2 separate regions of the Anser cygnoides genome follow, and region 1 is linked to region 2. A link is a contact called in public Hi-C data. All regions are on one chromosome and are shown on one strand. Each heading gives the region's core, a stretch centred on a gene start, on an enhancer-like site or on the middle of the called end of the contact. The rest is flanking DNA. Distances are from core to core; before and after follow the strand shown. Region 1 holds the start of CEBPB (CCAAT enhancer binding protein beta). Region 2 holds the start of PTPN1 (protein tyrosine phosphatase non-receptor type 1).

Region 1 (3,472 bases), core at 890-3,389, 160 kb before region 2:
AGGGAAGATCAGCCTGGGCGGGCGTACGGCTTTCTGCTGCTGAGCTGCAGGGAACAGGGCAGAAATTTGAAGAGGGCAAATTCAGATCTCCAAGAGCGTCTTGAAAAAACGCTCACGAAACTTACCGATTGCTTTGAGCGTTCGATTTTAGCCAGCGGCCGTGGCAGCCGTGGCAACCCGCAGGGGTAATGCCAAGAAAAACCAAACACGCATTTCAGCAGGAGACCTTCTGCTTGTGGGTTCCCGAGCTGTTTTGGAGGTAGGAAGCGCATGAGACCGATTTTCAAGAGTTCAGTTGCAAGGGCCAGTTAGGGCAGCCGCTGGAGGTAACTGCCAGATCAGAACGCAGGATAAAGACACAGAACGAGAGGGTAAACAGCCAGGAGAACAAGCCCCGGCTCCCTACGACTTGCCAGTATTTGCACCCAATACAGATGTTTGTATTTATGAAGGTATGGGCTCCAGCTACAACCTCCAGACCCAGATCTCTGGCCAGGCCCAGCTCCAATTTAATCTCTGGTGCATTCACCAAAGATTAACTTGGTAGATAAAGATGGAACTAGAAATATTTGAAGCCTGAAACCTGTTAGGGTACTTTTGTTATGGAAAGAAAAGTCCCTTTAGAACGCGAGAAGAAAAAGCAAAGAAAGCTAAAAAATGCAAGAAAGAAAAAGTGTGATGGTCCACTGACTGATTTCTGAATTCTTCCTCTTTTCGCAGTTCTGAGGTTTGAACATTATGAACAGTTGACTGTTTGAATCGTATAATGCAATACCTGTTCCTCTGGCTTAACGTTACAATATTTCCCACACCGCAGGATTGCTTCACATTATTCTAAGAGGCAGTGTCATTTTCCCTGCAGTGCTAGGTCTTCTTTACTGAGGCGAAGGACACTCCTACTTCCTTTAATTATATGTTTTGTTTTAAATTAATGTCCTTTATTCTGGCGATGAATCACCAGCTTGTAGACAGGTAAATGTGGGAGTAAGAGAGTGAAAATATAAGTTTGATTCCCAAGGTGGGTGTCTTTAATTAAAACGGACATCAAGATTCAGTCTTCCTTCCCAAACTTACCCTGCCGTTCTGCAGGCTCTGGGCTCCCACGTTGCCGTGCACGTACCTCACCGGCTCAGAGCCGCCCGAGAGCCGGTCCCCTTCGGGTTCAGGGCACGGATCCCCTATCGCTTGTGTACCCTGACAGTTGCACCACATCACGCAAAGCAAATACGCCAAGACAAACTTTAAGGCCATCATCCCGGCACGAAGGGACGGGGAGGGGAGCCGTGGCTTTGCTGTGACTGCTCCAGGGGCGAGCAGGGAGCCTGGAGCCGCTTCCCCCCGCTCCCTGCTGGCCCTCGGACGCCGCCGCTGCGCTCCCCCGCGCGGGGCAGCGCTGGCGGCCGCCGGTTTTCCTCCCGGAGCGCCGCACGGCGAACATCGCGGTCTGCCCTCCGGTCGCAGCGCTCCCCTGCCTTGGCAGAAGAGCTTGGAAAAAGACGAACCGAACAAATAAATAACCCCCCGCCGCCTCCGTTCCCCCGGGGGCTAAACGAGCCCGGCGGGGGGGGGAGCGCTGCACCCCTGCGGCCCCAAACCGCGCGCACCCGGCAGGGCGCGGGGCTGCTCCGCACCCCCGGGGGCCGATCGCTGCCCCCTCCCCGGGGCCGGGCGGGGAGCGAGGGGCACCTGCGGCCCCGGCCCCGTCCCGGGCGGCCCCGGCGGCGGTGCCGGCCCCCGCAGCCGCTCCGCACCCGCTCCGCACCCGCGGGCCGGGGCCGGCGGCAGCTCGGCGTGGCAGGCGGCCAGGCGGTGACGCGCCTGTTGCTATGGGATCGGCCGCCCCTATAAATAACCGAGCGGAGGAACTTTCCTAAGGCAGAGGCTTTTAGGACGCGGGCCCCGCAACCAGATGGTCCGCAGGAGAAACGCCAGCTCCAGCCGCAGCACCCGGAGCGGCAGAGCCCCGCCGAGCCGCAGGGACTGAGCCGGCGCAGGGGGGGGCAGCGCAGCAGCCGCGGTGCCCAGCGCCAGAGCCCGAGGCAGGGTCTGGAGCCCCCCACCCCGACGGCGGCAGCTCGATCCTCTGCCGGGGGGGCCCCCTGCGCCGTCTTCTCCTCCCCGCATCCCCCTTTGCTTTCATGCAACGCCTGGTGGCCTGGGACGCAGCATGCCTCCCCATCCAGCCGCCCGCCTTTAAATCCATGGAAGTGGCGAATTTCTATTACGAGGCGGACTGTCTGGCTGCTCTCAACAAGCTGCACCCGCGGGCGGCCGGGGGCCGCTCCATGACCGAGCTGACCGTAGGGGACCACGAGCGAGCCATCGACTTCAGCCCCTACCTGGACCCCTTAGCATCCCAGCAGCCGGCGCAGCCGCCTCCTCCCGCAGCAGCAGCAGGGGGCAACTTTGAGCCTCCGTGCAGCAGCGGCGGCGGCCAAGATTTCCTTTCCGATCTCTTCGCCGAGGACTATAAAGGCAGCGGCGGCAAGAAGCCCGACTACACCTACATCAGCCTCGGCCGGCACGGCCACCCGTGCGGCAGCCAGAGCCACAAGCCGGGGGGGCTGCCGGGCTGCTTCCCGCCGCAGATCGTGGAGACCAAAGCCGAGCCGGTCTTCGAGACCCTGGACTCTTGCAAAGGGCCCCGTAAGGAAGAAGGGGGGGCCGGGCCGGGACCGGGGGGCATGTCCTCGCCCTACGGCAGCACCGTGCGCTCCTACCTGGGCTACCAGTCGGTGCCGAGCGGCAGCAGCGGGAACCTGTCCACCTCGTCCTCCTCCAGCCCCCCCGGCACCCCCAACCCCTCCGAGTCCTCCAAGTCGGCCGCGGCCGGCGGGGGCTACTCGGCCCCCCCCGCGGGCAAGAACAAGCCCAAGAAGTGCGTGGACAAGCACAGCGACGAGTACAAGCTGCGCCGGGAGAGGAACAACATCGCGGTGCGCAAGAGCCGCGACAAAGCCAAAATGCGCAACCTGGAGACGCAGCACAAAGTCTTGGAACTGACGGCCGAGAACGAGCGGCTGCAGAAGAAGGTGGAGCAGCTCTCCCGGGAGCTCAGCACCCTCAGGAACTTGTTCAAACAGCTGCCCGAGCCCCTGCTCGCCTCCTCGCCGCGCTGCTGACCCCCTTTCCCCGGGGCCGGCCGGAGGGGAGCGCCGGTGGCCGGCTCCCCGCTGCGCCCCCCCCCCCCCCCCCCCCCGCCGGGGGAGCCCGGGGCCGGGGGCCCGCAGCGCGCCCCCGGGGCTCCCCCCGGGCTCGGCGGGGCTTTCTGCTCGGTTTGCTCTTTATTTACGCGTCGGCGGAGGGGCCCGGCGAGGCCGCCAGGGCGCGGGGGCGCGCCGGGGGTCGGGGGTCGGGGGCCGGCGGCCGCGGGGCTCTGCGGGCTGCTGGGCGCTGGGGGTATTTAACACAGCGAGAGGAGAGCAGGGCGAAGTGATGCAATCCTTGAAGCATGGCTGGGAATGCTGCGTAC
Region 2 (3,208 bases), core at 706-3,205:
CTATCTTCCTTTATAAAATGTTTACACATTGCAGTAATTCAGTTGCACGTAGCTATAGCATCACAAGCTCCTACCTGTTCTGGGCACGATCAGGTTTACGCCTGCATGAAAGATGGCCATCCACAGGAATTGCTCTCTGGTGACATTATAAAGACTTATCTTTCTGTATGGAGTCACTGAAACACAGCAAGACTCCCCACATATGTTCATAATTCTTAACCTTGAAATCACAGGGAAAAGGGAAAGCAGCAAAGTTGCTAAATTTGTCTTTATGTCCCCAGGTCCAGCAGGTTAAAAATTCACCATCCATTCTCAAGATAAGGAAACTGCCTCACAGCAGCCAGATTAGGAGATTAGGAGAAGATGCAGTCCCCTATCCAGTGCTTTTAGTACCAGGAAAATTGATTTCAACAAGTGGAAACAGTTTCATTCACAGGGCTAACACTGTATCTGTCTAGTTCCAAAAATCAGTTCAAGAGAAAGCAGTAAGAAAGGAAAAAAAAAATCTTAATACCACCTGCTAATGCCTCCGTACTACATTCAGCACATGATTAGAGAATAATGTTTCATTGTTTACCTAGATTAAACCATTTATCCAATTAGGCTGCTTTCTGCAGCTTGCCTTAACTGTTGGCATTCCCATTAACCCTCTCCCCAGATTCTGGGCCCCTGAGCTCACATCTGACTAGTCCTCTCTTCCCAGAGAGCACCCATTTGCCCTTTAGTAGCCCACTAAACAAGGCTCAAGTGGGGTGGCACTTTGGGGCTGAACACTGAAACGCAGCCTCTTCCAAAGTCTCTGGTCGAATGATTAGGAAAAGCAACGGAAAAGCTTCCCCTAGAAGGTACAGCCAAGCGGTGCAAGGGCTGCAGCTAAGGGACGAAATACCTCTATCTTCAGTGACATCGATATATCCTGCCTGTTGAGAACCCTGCCACTCTCACTGTCTTAAATCTATACTGTGCCTAGAGGATTTGTAAGCACATTCACTTGAGAAACACCTATCGCACAAACCCACCATCTCATTTCAGGTCAGCGCTGATGCTGCAGAGATACCAGGTACGCCAAGCCTACACCAACCCTCAGCAGCAACATGGGCAAAAAGCCTGAGAAATAGTAATCTAATAAACAGAAGTTGGCTGACATGAGAAGTAAAATTCCTCACTTTGGAAACGAAGCGCGCTCTAGCATTACGCGTGGGATAACTGTGTCCATATGTTTGGAACGCCTTGTCTTGACCTCAGGAAGAACACGTTGGCTCCCTAGTACCAGACGTGTAGGCTGAGGCTTTACTCAATGTTGTGTTTTAGGGTGGGGTAGGATGGCAAACGTTTACCTGCTGGGACAGGATGTGGATAGTAATGGCCATTTCTGAGTAGGAACACAAGAACGGAGGACAGGTGACCGAAATCCATTCTGATTTTCTCATGGCACTCATTCCTTCAACTGAAAGCGTACGGGACAGCTGACAGCACCCGTTTCAGCGTGCAGCCTGTGTAAGAGCAAATAATAACCTCTCCATCTCCTGAACACGCTCAGAGCTGCCTCCAACCCCCGAAGTCAGAGCACACAGGGGCTCAGCACCCCCAGCACGGACGCCTGCCCGGAGGGGCTGCCCCCCTCACAGCCCCTTCCCCGGGGTGGGACACCTTTTGCGGGGCTCCCTGCCCGTCCTGCCGCAGCCGAGGCCCTCCCACACACGACCCCGGGGCGCTGCCCTCTCCCCTCACAGCCCTGCGGGGAGCGCCCTACCTGGCGGGGCGGCGCCGAGGCACCCGAAATCGCCCCTTTTTGCCTCAAAGAGGCTCCTCGTCGCCTCGGGGGGCAGGAAGGGGGCTCTGGGGAGAGTGGCCCTGAGGCGAGGAGGAGAAGAACGAGGAGGAGAAGGAGGAGGCGGCCCGCCCCGACCCACCCCGGGGCGCTCCGGTCTACCCTCGCCCCCTCTCTCCCCCCAGCCCCCCGGCTACGGTTGTGGCCGCCCCGGACATCGCGTCGCCGGGGAGGGCGGCGTAGTTCCGGCGGGGAGCGGGGAGGAGCGGCGTGCCGAGCCAGGCGGCGGCGGTCTCGGGAGCAGCCCGGAGCCCGGGCAGGCAGCGGGGTGCTGCTGGTGGGGACGCGGGGGGTGGTGGCGGCCGGGCCGGGCCGGGCCGTGCGCGGCGTCCCCGCCATGGAGATGGAGAAGGAGTTCCACCGGCTCGACCAGGCCGCCAGCTGGGCCGCCATGTACCAGGTGAGGGGCAGCTGGCTCGGCTCTGCCCCGCGGTGCTGGGGGGGGAGCGCTGGTCCCTCTGCCTGTATCCGCTGCTGAGAGCCGGGGGGGCTCTGCCCTGCGCCTCCCCTCGCGGCTTTCCCCCATGCCTGCTCTCCTTCCCCTTTCGCTGAGGGAAGAGAAGGAGAGGAGGCTCCGCTGCGCGACTCGGAAAGCTCCCCTCTGCCTTACCGAGCCGCGCCGAGCCGGGCCCCCGGCCCCTGAGGTCCCCGGGCAGGACGGGGCAGCCCCCGGGGCGCTACTGCCCGGTCCTGGGGGCTCCTCGGTGGGCTGAGCGCGGCCGCAAGTGCTCAGCAGCCTTCCAAAGCTGCTTCCTGACCCCGGGGGAGTGAAGCCGACTGTCTGCTTTTTTCTTTAAACAGAAACGCGATGGTGAGCGGCGTTGCACGCACCTAGGTTTTGGTCGCTTTAGTAGTAGAAGAGATCCCTTAAAATGGCTTGTTAGGAATACTCATGCAGGGATCTGGTACTGCTTTTTATTACTTTGTTTATTTAGCCTGGTTGTGACATTCCTAAAAAGCCGTGTGGCAAACATTTTTGCGATGGTAAGATTATTTGCGAACCACGCACAGCTTCAGAGGTACGAGGATCCGAAGTTAGGCCCTTTGTCTTTAGCAAGTTGTGTGCTCACTTATCCAAAATGAGGTCTGAGAGAAGACGAAGCACGCTAATGGCTGGGTGGATGTGTTCAGTCAGATCGGGTAGCATTACTGTAAAATCCATTTGAATGCTTAAGCTTCCACATTGCATATTCTAATGAGTTTTAAGATCATATTTGTAATGTAAAACTTGGGCTTTGCATCCCTTTCACTGTATTTCTCTGGCAGTAGACATTAAAAAAAAACTGGATTTATGAAAATGAAATAAATGTGCTTCAGTTTCAGAATTACTGTAGGCAAGTTTTCAAAGCAGTAGCTTGCAGGATGAATATCCCAGTT

Evidence for each region. Hi-C and Micro-C count contacts between places; a contact is called where the count stands out from the background.
Region 1: a Hi-C map of fetal liver shows a contact between it and region 2, with 2.5 times the contacts expected there. The contact joins the promoter of CEBPB here to the promoter of PTPN1 in region 2. A contact is called at or near these places in 5 of 7 Hi-C or Micro-C datasets (fetal liver, granulosa cells and liver).

What each region holds. Positions count from the first base shown.
Region 1 is chr16:8,710,732-8,714,203 of Taihu_goose_T2T_genome, reverse strand. It overlaps CEBPB (CCAAT enhancer binding protein beta), which reads left to right and starts at 2,139. Exons shown (of 1, transcript XM_048072540.2): 1 at 2,139-3,472. The coding sequence starts at 2,139. The coding sequence ends at 3,122.
Region 2 is chr16:8,547,260-8,550,467 of Taihu_goose_T2T_genome, reverse strand. PTPN1 (protein tyrosine phosphatase non-receptor type 1) reads left to right here and starts at 1,955. Exons shown (of 9, transcript XM_066978147.1): 1 at 1,955-2,231. The coding sequence starts at 2,169.